Regions from separate parts of the Gasterosteus aculeatus genome. Here region 2 is linked to region 1. A link is a contact called in public Hi-C data. All regions are on one chromosome and are shown on one strand. Each heading gives the region's core, a stretch centred on a gene start, on an enhancer-like site or on the middle of the called end of the contact. The rest is flanking DNA. Distances are from core to core; before and after follow the strand shown.

Evidence for each region. Hi-C and Micro-C count contacts between places; a contact is called where the count stands out from the background.
Region 2: a Hi-C map of skeletal muscle shows a contact between it and region 1, with 2.1 times the contacts expected there. The contact joins the promoter of scn8aa here to the enhancer-like site in region 1. A contact is called at or near these places in 3 of 6 Hi-C or Micro-C datasets (skeletal muscle and whole body).

The regions. Positions count from the first base shown.
Region 1 is chr2:11,360,732-11,368,185 of fGasAcu3.hap1.1, reverse strand. scn8aa (sodium channel, voltage gated, type VIII, alpha subunit a) reads left to right here. Exons shown (of 27, transcript XM_078092451.1): 22 at 111-395; 23 at 718-771; 24 at 1,149-1,286; 25 at 1,365-1,469; 26 at 1,580-1,850; 27 at 1,966-6,975. The coding sequence ends at 3,125. Among protein-coding and RNA genes, the nearest start is that of fignl2, 34 kb to the right of the region's middle. Within about 2 kb of position 2,740, at least 1 of the 9 cell types and tissues checked has open chromatin away from gene starts, as enhancers often do.
Region 2 is chr2:11,397,115-11,404,568 of fGasAcu3.hap1.1, reverse strand. scn8aa (sodium channel, voltage gated, type VIII, alpha subunit a) reads left to right here and starts at 3,833. Exons shown (of 27, transcript XM_078092451.1): 1 at 3,833-4,226; 2 at 7,300-7,454. The coding sequence starts at 7,355. It overlaps LOC120829120 (transmembrane protease serine 11D), which reads right to left and starts at 3,560. Exons shown (of 5, transcript XM_040192961.2): 1 at 3,323-3,560; 2 at 2,455-2,638; 3 at 1,781-2,058; 4 at 1,426-1,568; 5 at 191-1,340. The coding sequence starts at 3,392. The coding sequence ends at 1,077. dip2ba (disco-interacting protein 2 homolog Ba) reads left to right here. Exons shown (of 38, transcript XM_040192888.2): 38 at 1-514.

The DNA of each region.
Region 1 (7,454 bases), core at 1,491-3,990:
TACTCAGTGTGACGCCATAACAGTATGTAGTGTCTTAGCGGCGGGGTTGAAAGAGCTGTGTTTGTTTCCTGGTTTTCATGTCATATCCTGTCTTCCCTGGTCTGGTCTAGGTGGTAGTCAACGCCTTGGTGGGTGCCATCCCTTCCATTATGAATGTGTTGCTGGTTTGCCTCATCTTTTGGCTGATTTTCAGTATCATGGGGGTCAACTTGTTTGCGGGCAAGTACTACTACTGTTTCAATCAGACGTCAGAGGAATACTTTCCTGTCGACGTGGTCAACAACAAGACCCAGTGTGAGGCCCTCATGCTTCAAAACTATACTGAGGTCAGGTGGAAGAACGTCAAGATCAACTTTGACAATGTGGGAGCCGGCTACCTGGCGCTGCTTCAAGTGGTGAGAGTGTCACTCCTCCTCTTCTATCTTTCTTACTCCAATTCTTTTTTCATGCTAACATGGTTTCTTTTCTTATTTTGCAATGGACCTTTCAGTTTTTTTCGTTTCTTTTTGTGCTTCACCCGGAGATCTGTTATTGCTTCAAACTCCATTTGCTTTCAAAGCACTCTCAGGCTGTTGATCGGTGTTTCTCCACGCCTTTTCATATACGTGTTTGTCATGCACAAGCTGTATGCATCAGTTTCGGTTTGAGTTTCTTTGATTCAAAATGTACAATTATGTGTTTTTACAATTTTATTTAGTAATGTCTCTCTCTTGAAAGGCTACATTCAAAGGTTGGATGGACATTATGTACGCGGCTGTGGATTCCAGAGAGGTATATTCATTAAAAAATATATTGTAGTCCTCATTTCTCTTACTGTACCTCAGACTTTTAACAAACAAGTCTCAATGGAATTTGGGACATTCTGGGAAATACATTTATTTACTCTCTTGCTGAAATATATATTAACCTAAGTTAGCATAGAGGCTAAAGAGACTACTACCAGGACCTTTGACTTTTTTTACAGAATAAGTAAATAGATGTTAATACATGAACTTAGGAGGAGCTGCTGTTTGAAAGCTTCAGATGGAGATGAGAATCATAGTGATCTTTTCGTTAAAGAAAGTAAATAAGCTTATTTCCCTATGTTTCCCTAATTGTTTTTTTTAATTGGGTTGAATAAATCCCATCAACTTGTACCTTCTTCTTAGGTGGAAGACCAGCCTGACTATGAGGTCAACATCTACATGTACATCTACTTTGTGGTTTTTATCATCTTTGGGTCCTTCTTCACCCTCAACCTCTTCATTGGTGTGATCATTGACAACTTCAACCAGCAGAAGAAAAAGATAAGACGCGTTCTGTCTCCTTAACATTTTTCTGCATTGCTTGCTGTGATTATAACCATATCTTGCCTATCCCTTTACTTTGGAGGTCAGGATATATTCATGACAGAGGAACAGAAAAAGTACTACAATGCCATGAAAAAACTGGGTTCCAAAAAGCCACAAAAACCTATTCCCCGACCACAGGTTTCTTTTCTTTGGATTATTTGTGTTCAGATTGTTCAAAATATGATGCTTTTTGTTGAAATGTCTCAAAAACTCAACTGTATCCCTCGTTGTGTCCTCTTTCTTCTTAGAACCCGGTCCAGGGCATGGTGTTTGACTTTGTTACACAGCAGGTCTTTGACATCTCCATCATGATTCTTATTTGCCTCAACATGGTTACCATGATGGTTGAAACTGACGATCAGTCAGAGGAAACGGAGAACGTCCTCTACTGGGTCAATTTCATCTTTATTGTAGTATTCACCACAGAGTTCTTGCTAAAACTTTTTGCCCTTCGCCACTACTACTTCACCAATGGCTGGAATATCTTTGACGTGGTGGTGGTCATTCTGTCTATTGTCGGTAAGTGAGGGAGGTGGATGATGAGAAGCAATAAGAAAGGAACTAACAAATAATGCGCCTGTTGTTTTCTGATGATATTGTCCTCCTCTCTTGCATTAATTTTCTTTTCTCTCAGGTATGTTCCTGGCTGATATAATTGAGAAGTACTTTGTCTCACCAACCCTCTTCAGGGTGATCCGGTTGGCTCGTATAGGCCGTATTCTCCGTCTAATCAAAGGAGCTAAGGGCATCCGAACTTTACTTTTTGCTCTGATGATGTCACTGCCAGCCCTGTTTAACATTGGCCTTTTGCTCTTCCTGGTCATGTTCATCTTCTCCATCTTTGGCATGTCTAACTTTGGCTACGTAAAACACGGAGCGGGAATTGACGACTTGTACAACTTTGAGACCTTTGGCAACAGCATGATCATCCTGTTTATGATCACCACGTCAGCTGGTTGGGACGGCTTGCTGCTGCCGATCCTCAACTACCCACCAGACTGCGATCCCACTTTGGAGAACCCTGGTACAAACGTGAAGGGAGACTGTGGTAACCCCTCGGTGGGGATCTTCTTTTTTGTCATGTACATCATCATTTCTTTCCTGATTGTGGTCAACATGTACATTGCCATCATCCTGGAGAACTTCAGCGTTGCCACAGAGGAAAGTGCTGATCCACTCAGTGAGGACGACTTTGAGACCTTCTACGAGATCTGGGAAAAGTTTGACCCCACTGCCTCTCAGTTCATCACTTTTGCTAAGCTGTCTGACTTTGCAGACACACTGGAGCACCCACTTCGTGTGCCAAAACCCAACACTATAGAGCTAATTGCCATGGACCTTCCCATGGTGAGCGGCGATCGTATTCACTGCCTGGACATCCTGTTTGCCTTCACAAAGCGAGTGCTGGGTGACAGCGGTGAGTTGGACATGCTGAGACAACAGATGGAGGAGCGTTTTGTGGCAGCCAACCCCTCCAAGGTGTCGTACGAACCCATCACTACCACGCTTCGCCGCAAACAGGAGGATGTCTCCGCCAGAACTATTCAGAATGCCTTCCGCATCCACCTCATCCGGCGCGGCATTATCTTTAAGCGGCACATTTTTAGTACCAACAGGTTTGAGAATGGCGGCACCAACCAAGAGAAGAAGGAGAGCACACCATCTACAGCCTCTCTCCCCTCCTACGACAGCGTGACCAAACCTGACAAGGAAAAGCAGGACGAAAAAAAGGACGACTGGGCCAGGAAAGAGAAGGACAAAAACCAAAAAGATGAGTGGGAATCCAAGTGTTAGGGTTCAGTGACTCTCAAAATCCAATAAGACAGAGGAAGAAGAGACTCTGGCCCAAACCCGACAAATGTAGAAAAAGTGATCATCTTCAAGTAAGAAAAAAAAGAAAAAACATACAAAAAAATTAATGTTTACAGACTCAATACTTCGGAGGCAATGTGGTTCCTAATGTCGTAAAAGACAGTTTGACCCAAACCCAATCAGTTTACCGCAGAACTTTGCTCTGAATGAAGAGCAGATGACTCACAAAATGACTCACAGTGTGCTGGCCAATGACACACAACACCGGGACCAACTGCCAATCTCTGCTAGATCATCGAAGAATTGCAAAATCCCTGCCACCACCGAGTGTGGACCCCCGCAGCACAGCTCCAATGCAACGGGACCGGATCATACAGATGCCACTAGAACTGTATCAGCAGTCTAAAGGAGGGTCTGCAGCACAGATTTCCGTTTTGATTGAGAAAACAATAATTATCCAAGCAAGTGTTCGCTAAGAACACCATAGGAATGAAGGGGAAACCCAGAAATGTTGAAGAATTATTATTTTTGTTTTGTTTGTTTGTGCCGAGTATACTTGCATCTTTATATTATTTGTGCTGCAAAAAAAGATAACATTTAGCCCATGTCACTAGTCTTTTCATATCCTCTTTGTTATACTGTACTGACATTGTAAGATACACATTCTTGCAGGGGCTTTCACACTAACTGGGTAGTGGCAATTAGTCATTGTTTTGACTGGGCGGAGGGAGACTCAGGTCGAGTTCCAGAGAAATAATAATTTATTGTATTCGTGTTCGATGCATAGAAATTACTTGGATTAATGCATGTTTTGATCAGAAATCATGCATGAGTCCCACAAGACACAAATTATCAGACCTCTGTAGTGGGTTGAATTAAGTATGATTAAAGATGTAGATTCTGGATAATGATTAGTAAAATATCGGGAGAGTCATATGATCGAGCCTTTCTCTAGTTTTGCTTTTCAATTGACAGCTCTTTTGAATTAGCCCTTCACTCCGGCATCCGGCAAATTAGTTGGATCGGCCAACAACACAAATTAGAAAAGTTTTTTTTGCTGCTCTTATCGGCAAAATATCCTCACAATGAGGATGCACAGATTTGGATGCTCGTGGCAGTCGTCCTCATCTAAATCTTGGGGTCATATCTCTTTGTTTACTTACATCCTTACTTATCTTTGGTCCCTGTTTTGTCAATGAGAGCGGGGGATGTTTCACACTAAGGAATCCATAACTGGCCCCAGTGAACGTCTTGTGTGCTCAAGGGTCCACAGGCAGTCCCTCCACTGCTGTAGTTCCAGGAAGTAACGGAAATATATAAATGTTTTGATACTTGTTGATTTGTTTTGGGCTAATGACAAAAAAATGAAACTGTATTTAGATTCATTAATTTTAAGTTTGTCTTATCAGAACAAAGTGAATGATGTTCAAGGCAGGGCTTTTTGGACAATTTGCCAGCTTCAGAAAAAAATGCCTTGAAGTCTTTCACTGATGTCCTTGTGATGCAATCATCCTCAGAAAAGGATTCGTGAGAGCTACACTGACCATCTGAACAGCAGTTAGCAGAGAATTCCCACACGGACATACCTTGTCATGCCTGCCATGAATGGAAGGTGGATGGCTATGAAGGGCTTGTGATTTGGACTGTAGAATCGAACAGATTTTTTCTGATATCTCTGCGAGGTGGATGGATGATAAATGACTCAAACGTGGACCGATAGATAAGTAGAGGCCCTGCCTTCAGGGTTGTTGACTGACCGCCATGGCAACAAAATACAAAAGGAAGACTAGAAGAAGAGAACATTGCTTTGATCTGAGTAGGAGTGGTAAAAGTCCCATGTTTGTCAGTGTATCATTGTGCTTTTGTGGGACCTCTTAAACTGTGTGGTGTCGGACCCAGACTCGAACATCTTTTCAAATACTTGCAGGCTTTCAACTACAAACAATTAGCCGGAAATGGACGTAGAAATGCAAAGACTTGCCAAGATTATCCATCAGCAGGCCTCACATCGACGCAGCTATGTCGTGTAAAAAGCTTTGTTGGTGTTTTTCATTAAAAAAAACTGAGGCTTGAGGTCAAGTGGTAGACGAGACACAACTGCCTCCTTAAGTGTTTCTGCCATTTATTTTTTACACAGGAGTGATGGTCCTATTTATAAGTGAAAGACTGGACATAAATCTGGCATCCTTCGTCACACCAATAATGCCATTTGGTGTGTTAAACACTGCCTGTACCAGAAGCCCCTGTCTGTAACAATAACTGAGGTCTGTTTACAATATGAGGTCTCCAAATTAGTTTGGCTGCTGCACACTGAAACCAAATGCATTCCCAATGAGAACCACAGAAGGAGTGGGTAGTTTCATCCAATTTATCCATGTTCATCTTGGATGTAATGTTTTAGAATGACACATACACTTGAAAAGAAAAAAAAGAAAAGAAAAAAAAAAGTCAAAAAAGAAAATACAAAAACAATATATATGTACAGTGCAGGCTATGATGTAAATGGCACAATCGCTGAAAAAGAGGAAACCTTTTGAGAGAAACTATAAATATTGTATTATATTCTTTTATTTTATCGGCATGCTTTGTTGTGTTTTTTTGTAAATAAGGAATTTTAAAATTGTTACTTCTATAATCAAAAAAAAGAATAATAATATAGAATGGCCTCCAGCTATGCCCTTTGTCACATTTGTTACCTTTTGGATTTTTTGAGACACTTTTCACTTTGTTGACGGAGATTGAATGAAATATAGATATAATATAATACAAAAGATATAAACATGTATGCATATATGTCTATATGTATATACATGAAACAGAAGAACACTGTTTTTCACATTTGATTTGTGTGCAACACGTTCAGTGGATGTCTAAACTGGTTGTTTCCAGCACCCTTCTATGTTGGGGAAATAGCTCATGTGCGATGTTACTGGAACTGCTTGCCATGGATTGTAGCCTGACCATGATGAAAGGATAATGTTACCAGCACATTTCTCACTTACTGTCATATCTCTCACCCTCACTGAGTATACAGGACACGCCTACAGTCTCACACACACACACACACACACACACACACACACGGGTGACTGATCACTGCCTACCAACTTTACCAGTGAACCTTTCCCTGAGATGCTCCCAAACCCTGTGGACTTTTTCCCATACCCACACATCAGTGCCATTACAGCTCAACATGCATTTAACCATGTAACTGCTTCTCATTCTCACATTTCTTTTGTTGAATGGTTTGTTTCTGGTGTTCCACTAAATGGCATGTGCCTTTTTTCTGCTTTTTCTGCAAATTTGGATGTCAATTTCACACTGAAAAAAGGAAAAAATAAAATAAACAAAACTGTCCAAACTGTGTTATCAGGGATGTTGAGTCGTAAATACTGCCGGAGGATCATCCAGACACCTCACTTCATCTTAATACTCAACAGTGTGTGGTGTTAACAGAAAAACAGCTAAGTCAAAAATGTCCCGTTCTCAGTGCTATGTGTGTCACCCACTTGGCTTGTGAAAAAGCAGCTTGCCTTCTATATTTCTGTTTTAGTTCTTCAATGTTTCTGACTCCATCCGAAATTTATTTTTGTATCAATATTTGATCATAGGACTCATTCTTTTTTAGCATGGTTTATTATGTTGTTTTTTTTGCTGAAAAAGTGCTTTTTCAAACTGTTGTTATCATTTGACACCATGACAAAAGAGGATATACAGAACAATATGATGTGTGTTGCACAACCACTTGGACTCTTGGTGAGAATATATGAAAGATTGTCTTCATTTGAGCACGAACCTTTTTATTACCAATAAAGCAGCCTTCCAGTTACAACCTGTCTGCTAGTTTTCCATTCACAATCTCTACTTTCCTTCAGGCTTTTTTCGAATTCACGTTTCAGTGTAATGAGGGGTCTCCATTTTGTGCAGATTATTTTACTTTTGTGGTGCCTATATGCGGATGACATTGGATAACAAAACATCCTGTGAAAAGGAGCTGAGCGGTGCTTCGGAGTCATGAAAGGCAGCCTTTCAAATGTAATGGACTTATTGAATTTGTCAAGAGCCCCATGTTAACATCCCCCCCCCCCCCCCCCTCCCCCACAGGCAGAAGACAGACTACAGCCCCGTTCGCATTCAGTCCATCTCTTGTGGTCTACTGAAGAGTTATTAGTTTGAGGTGTGATCTTTATTGCCACGTTGGGCGATATTAATCTGGAGAAGGAGGAGAACCCCTTTTTGGGGAGTAGGTGGAATGTTATGCAAGAGATAAATGAAACTGTCCTCAGACACTGAAAAGATGGCTAACTCCCT
Region 2 (7,454 bases), core at 2,584-5,083, 35 kb before region 1:
CGCAGAGACGTTTTCTTCCTGTATGTCCTCTTCGTGTGAATATAAGTCATTCTTTTTCCATGCCAACATTTCACTGACTGCTCGGTTCTATAATTGTATATCAATATCAGTTTTCTTCAGCTCCGAGATCTGATCAAAACCCTCCTGGTGAGCAACTCAACATGGACAAAACAACTCTACATATCCACCGTTTCCATTTTTATATTTATTTCAGTTGTCCAATTGTGAGGAATGGCGTGCATTTCAAACCTCAAGTTATTCAAGCACAAAATTTAAATGTACATGTGAGGTAATGAAATTAGGATCTTTCACACAAAAAAGAACCTCAAGGGCCCACAATGTATACCTCAACAACTATCTGTTCACTATGCATCGTCGAGCTGCAGCACAGACATTCTGAACTAGTCAATGGTGCAGTAACTTCTAACATGTCTTACTTGACTAAAAAAAAAAAAAAACTGTCACACTGTTATTGGATGTGTTTCATGTCGAATAAAAAAAGAAAAAAGAAAAATCCTTCGTCAGCGTTTCTCGTGCTTTCTTTCTTATTTTCCTTCCAAACCTCTCTGGAAACTTCAGGAAACTGCTGCTGCATTAAAATAAAAAAGCATCTTCCTTCCACCAGGTGGCAGTCTTACAAGTTCAAGTAAAACTGGATTTCTTTTACTGCAGTTTATGAACATATTAACATAACTTGAGCTTCTACTTTCATATTTTAATAAAAATAATAAGCTCTCTTAAGTAATTGGCTGACGGGTTCCTCCCAACTCTTAATGGTTTTGCATGTTTTATTGATTCTATTACCAGTCAACCTCACTCTTGATAGATCTGGAGGGTGGTGGGTCGGGGGGTGGATGTCTGAGGTGGAGTTGGATTGAGTAGCTAATAGCTAGATTTTTGCTCCCTATGTATTAATTGTATTGTTTGATAATATGTTGTCCATATTCGCTGTTTAGATAAAACCAGCATTTATCACCTGTCCATGCCTAAAATACATCACAAAACTATTTTCACTACGTGTAAATACTAATTCCATTTGAACAGATGAGAAACCTAATGAGCTTGATGTAAATGTATTAATGTGGGTGGACTGCGTGGATGTTCAGCAGCAGCATCGGAGGCACACAGAGCAGAGCTAAGATCAGTCCCGTGTTCAGTCCGTGTGCAGCAGGCGCTGATGCTGTCTGACTGGTGTTCAGCCAAGCTGCATACCTGCTGGTTCTGGCGTACACCCCTGGTTTGCGAGGAACTCCGCACATGTACCCAAAGCTCGTCACTCCGACCAAATAAAACCTGTCTTCGTCCTCGCTGTAACACTGCAGGGGGCCGCCGCTGTCACCCTGGGGCGCACACACACACACACTAGTCACGTCTCGTTGAAATGAAACCTAGAAAGGAGTTTAAAATAATGTAAAGTATCATCACCTGACAGGAATCAGATGCCCCGCTCTCCAGGCCGGCACAGATCATGTTTTCAGTGATGAGGCCATTGTACCAGGTCATCAGGTTACAAGTTCTCCTGTCGATAAGCTCCACCTCAGCTTCCTGCAGCCTGTTAGTCCGCCTCCCTGCAGTTTACCGAGATGGTTATTCACTTATAAAGGGCTGAGCAATTATATATGAGAGCAACATATAAAGGAAGGCAAACGTATAACTATTTACCATTCATAAGCAGTTGAATGTTTTCTAAATTATATAAAGCAGATACAACTATGACTCTTGTCAGCACCCACACATGGAGGCTGGTGTGTCCACAGATCAATTACAATACCTAACCAACCTCTGTAATAGGTGCTCCCCCATCCGGTGATGAAACATTGGCTGAAGTTGAGGATGAACTCATGAGTCACATCATGAGGAGTGCAGACGGGCTGGATGTAGTCAGTGAAGGCAAAGGGAGAGCTGAGGAGGATGAGTGTCACATCGTTGTCGGACGTGACGTCATTGTAGTCCTTGTGCATTTTGACCTTACTGATGGAGCGGATCTGGGTTTGATCTCCTGGAGCAGATAGCGCACGGAGTCCTGCCACCACACGGAAATGGCTTGTGCTGATGCCTCTGGACACAAAACACAATACATTTGAATGTTTAGGACTCAGACTGCCTTCTCCTGTACAAACTAAACCTGCTGTACATGTTCAATCTTCAATCACAAACAAGGCTTGGTGTCATTAGTAACCGTAAACTGGAATCCTTTTAATGTACATATGAAGTGTACGTACTGTACCTCTGTCCTTGTTCCTTTGTGGTGGAAAAGGAGAGGAAAAAACACTAGTATTTACCAGTATATCCTTAACATCTTGATGAGCATACTTCTCTGACACAAATATTGAGGGAACGAGAAAATGGCAAACATCATAGGACATAGGACAACATAGGACATCAATCCTAGCAGACGCCTGCTCGTATGGACGCCTGGTTACATCAAGGTCGGTGGGAGTAGTGTGTACTCACAGGAATTTGTGGAAGCAGTGTGTTGCAGTTAGCACGCTGAGGCTGCTGACAATCGTCCCGCCGCAGTGGTGCATTGACTGGATCTGGATGCTGACCTGCCAAGGCCAAGCCCCCTCGGGAGCCTCCCGGCCCCCCACTATACGGGACAAACCAGGGGGTGCGACTAGGGGTCGCTGCCCACAGCCTCACAAATAGAATTAAAAACAAAAACAAATGCCCATGTAATATTTGAAATTTGATCCCATTGTTTACTCAGTTGGGTACACTGCTGTGGTTGTAGCTGCAGTTAAGGTGTGTGACCCTCCTCACATAAATGACTCTAAATAAGTTCTGACACAATTATCCCATAAGTCAATAGAGACAAAATAAGTCCACAACAAGAAGAAAAACATTTAGTTTATTTTATAACTTGTGAGGATGTGATAAACTTCTAGTAAAGGTGTCTCAAACCAGAGACCCCAAGATTGATGATGCAACTATGGCAACATCGAAGCCCGTACACGCTCCTAGGAGCTGTAACATTAGCTTATTTTTATTTAACTTCGACTTTTTAACGTTTTACATGCTATCTTGTAGCGTAACTTGAACACAGGTACAGTCGTGAAGTCAGTAAAAGGACCCAATCACCCCACATTCACAATTATATTAAGCCACGCTAGCTAGCTAGCTAACTCTGATGGGCGCTAACTAAGTTAGCATTAGCTTGAGCACCCGGACAGTAACCATGGCAGCATGTTATTTATGTAATACGCTAGCCAGCTAGCCGTTGGCTACTCCGTAACACGTACCGGATATCAATTAAGGTAAAAAACGTTATTTTAAAAAGACACAGAGTGTATTCCCCTCCTACGCCGGGTGTTGTACTCACTTTCCTGTGGCGAGGTCAGTGCATTGAAACACAAAGTAATCACAAACAGCAGAAGCGCCTTAAACTCCATTTAGTTTAACGTAAGTTACTGTATATTCTGGCTAATGACGTCACGGGCAGGTGGATCAATTGTAAAATGAACTCTGTAAAGAATCGTTAAAAACAAAGTATATATTATACAAAATGATGATATTACTATCTATTTGAATTTTCGTATTTTTTCATGAGCTTAATTTAGATTCAGTAAAATAATTATTTTATGGTGCCTTAGGTTATATCGCAACAGGATAATGTACGAATTAATCAAATGCTTCTCAGTTCATTTTAATTCAGTTAATTTAGACACACACACTCACACACCCGCACACACACGACAGGTGGCAGGTAGGTAGATTGACAGCTTAATTGGTTATGTGAAAGAGAGCAGTGAGTGATGGTAGCGCAGCATGTCTGATGTGCAGGAAAACAGTCGGCATTACTTAGAGAGAGAGAGAGAGAGAGAGGGAGAGAGATGCTTGTGTCGGAATCACATTGAATAGATCCTAACCCACTTATACTTAACATTGTTACAAACGCATCAGACAGAGTAGACGTTTCATCACACTTGTGCAGTGTGTGATATGATTTTAGTGCGGATCGGAATGAGAGGTGAGAGAGATGTGAACCCTTCCAGCACGAGTCCACAGAGATGCATTTAGCGAACCACACCGAGCGCCTCCGTGCCGCGGGCCCATAAATCACCTTTCACGTTTTTCGCGAAGCGCGCTTGCCGACACTCCCTCAACGTTCTGCTGAGAGGGGGAGATAGCGGCAACAATATGGCGACAACCGCAGTTTCCCCGCAAGCTTTTCCACATCTGCACCTCCCGCATCGTCTTTCCTGATCTGCTGTAAACACTACGAGGTGAGTGTCGTTCGCCATCGTTTGAGAAAACGGCCCGTTTGTTTTGAGGCGACGGTACAATTCTTCGCTGTCTTTGCGTAAATGTCGCAGAGCTGCACACTGCCCCGCATCTTCCTCTTCTTTTGTGTGTGTGTGTGTGTGTGTGTGTGTGTGTGTGTGTGTGTGTGTGTGTGTGTGTGTGTGTGTGTGGTGGGGGTGGGGGGTGGGGAGGGTGTCTGCACTTGCTGAGCATCTATCGGCTGGACCAGAACACGATGTGTGCATGATGTCGATCGCGAGGAATTCACCGGAATAACTCTTTTTTTTTTTGGCGAAGAGGCATTGTTTCGACATCGGGGAGAGAGGATGCCTCGTTAGGCTTCAGGTAGGGCGCCTGACACCCCCCATCCAGACCCCCATCCCGACCCCCAAACACATACAACTAAAGATTTTCTTCTTCTGCACATGTCTTTTTGGTTTCGCATAGTGTGCCCGCTGGATTACAGGATGGTGGTGTTGGCACAGCGTAAGGCGTGGATGCTATGTGAGTAGTCTGATCCTCCTCCACGTCCCTCCAGGTGATTTTCGTTGGCGCGGCAGCATCGTAACTTGGTTCCAATCGTCCTAATTATTTTTTTTAAGACGGTGTGTGTGTGTCTATGCCGGTGTTTTGTCCCCTGCTCTGGCAAGTCTTGTGCACAGATATAGAGCCTGTATCCATTGGACGGTCGACGTAGCTTTGCGGGTGTGGTGCAGATCCTTCGACGCGCAAAAACACGCACCGAATACCTTTGGAGGAAAACAAATATTTTTCTTTTTTTCTGCCTAATTACACGATTGAACAGTTTTTTTATTGATAAATTCACATAAAACGTGTGACTTCGACAAACCTGCGGTTGCGTAAATTACGGCGTGACAATTGCCACATACCACTGCAGCAATACTGCTTTGCCCACTTTTGCGGTTGCGGGCCACTTCTTGGCGCATTATAACCTCCCGCTTCTCTCGGTGGCCGAGATGCACTTTTCTATTCGGTTAAATGAATCAGGACACAATGGCGCGTAATGGTGTCCACGGCGCTCCGTCCTAACCAGCAGGTCAGTAAACAGGTATTTCTCACTGTGTGTCTGAGAACAGAAGAAGATGCTTAAAAAATGTTCCCGTCGGCTCAAAAGATTGAGCGTCCAACCCTGAATGTGAGCAATGTGCAACCGTGAAGACTGAGACACACACACACACACACACACACACACACACACACACACACACACACACACACACACACACACACACACACACACACACACACACACACACACACACACCAAGACCAGTGTTGTCTCCATGCCTCACTGAAGGGGGGGGGGCTGAAGGAGAACCTGCAGGCGTCGAGGGGGAGCTCGGCGAGAAGGATTCCAGCAAAACGGGTTTTCCAGTCGGAGTGGTTCGGATTTTTTTCTCTTTTTTTCTTCTATCCAGCCTGCATGTACATTCGAGCATATGCATATGTATATATATATATGTGTGTGTGTGTGTGTGTGTGTGTGTGTGTGTGTGTGTGTGTGTGTGTGTGTCTCCCTGCGTGTGTCTGTGCGTGTGTGCAAGCTCGTGCGGTGCTGAAGTGGACAGCGCCTGCAGAGCAACAGAAGGCGCAGAGACTGCGAGGTTCCGGGGTCCATTTTAAAACAGAAGTCTTGGCTGCACGGCTCCGTGTTTTCGTGTATTTTTCCTCGCCCTTTGCTGTGTGATATCTGCTCTACATGTCGTGCATGTTTAGTTATGCAAAAGGGGAGTATAAAAGGGACAGGATGTAGTGTTCTCCTTATTTAGGCTGCATCCCCGAACAGCCCAAGGTTTGTGTGTGATGATGAGGGGAAGGGTGCAGGGTGTGATATAATGTGGAATATCACACCACAATTAAACCGCAGCCATCTTTGAAATAGTCAATGACTTAAGTTTAGGTGTGGCTGGGTTCTGACTGAACTCCTCTCGTCTGCCTCGTCTCTCCTCCAGCACGTAACTCACATTATATTGACCTTGAAATGTAACCATCATACCCTTTCACAAGTGTGCTGGATAAAGACTCCGCTCAGTTATACATACGTTCTGTTTGCACTCTGTTTGCAATTGGTCAAAAATGTGTTTCAACATTACATGGAACATGAAATAACTGGCGAATGTCTCAGTGAATACATTTTAGTCCCTGTAAGATTCACATTGAAACAAAAATATCTGACAAAGAAGAAAATATACCAACAAGGAACTTGACAATATACAGTATATTATACATTTTATATAAGCCCTAAAACCCAGGACACCAGAATAATATTAAATCAAATTAATCTATTTAATTGTCCAAGTCACTGAGAAACCTTAAGATAGTAGTCAGATATTTCATTTCACGTATAAGATGCTGCATCGTTCTGGTTTTTCTCTGTTCATGTTCACCCCACTGAGGTAAATGCAAAGGGAGAGAATGTAGGATGTGGGAGCGCAATATCCTTAGAATCATTCTGCTTTATTACAACTACCGCAGCTTTTAGCTTTTGGTACCTGTTTTAAAGAGTGAGCAAGACTTTATGGATACTTGTCCATATGTGGAGGATGCTGGAGACGGATTGAAGTAAACATTCCACTCATTGGCTGCTGAGCACTTCTTGTGGATTGACAAATGTAACCTTGTGGAAAAACACCGTGCTGGTCTTCTCAACTACCACATCAGGATGTCTCCCAGTTGTAGCATCTTGTTGCTATTTCTCGTTTGTGTTTTCTCATCAACATTCATTTGGATGAAGGAAAGCCAAGCAATTTAATAAATGGGATTATTTGGTAAGACTAACATTCAGGAAGCCCCTTTTTGTTGTGCTTGAGCTTATTGCTCTCATTCTTTTTTTTATTCACAAACAAGCGGGGTGAAACATATTGCATTTGGAACATCACAACTTGCTGAAAAGCTGTAGACGTGTTTGTGACCTTCCCTTATATATTAGTTCACTTGTGCTCAAAGAAAAAGTCTAGAAATACGGCTCTAGCTACCGTTAGATTACAATGCAAACTTTTGATCAACCGTTCCTCTTGTTTGCGCCTCCTGCAGAGCTGCTCCTGTGGATGGTACGAACCTAAAGACCAGGTGGCTGCAGGATGAAAACATGGCCGCACCCCTTATCGCACCGCCAGGACCTGATAGCTTCAAGAAGTTTACTTTGGAATCGTTGGTGACTATTGAGCTGCGCATCAATGAGGAGAAGA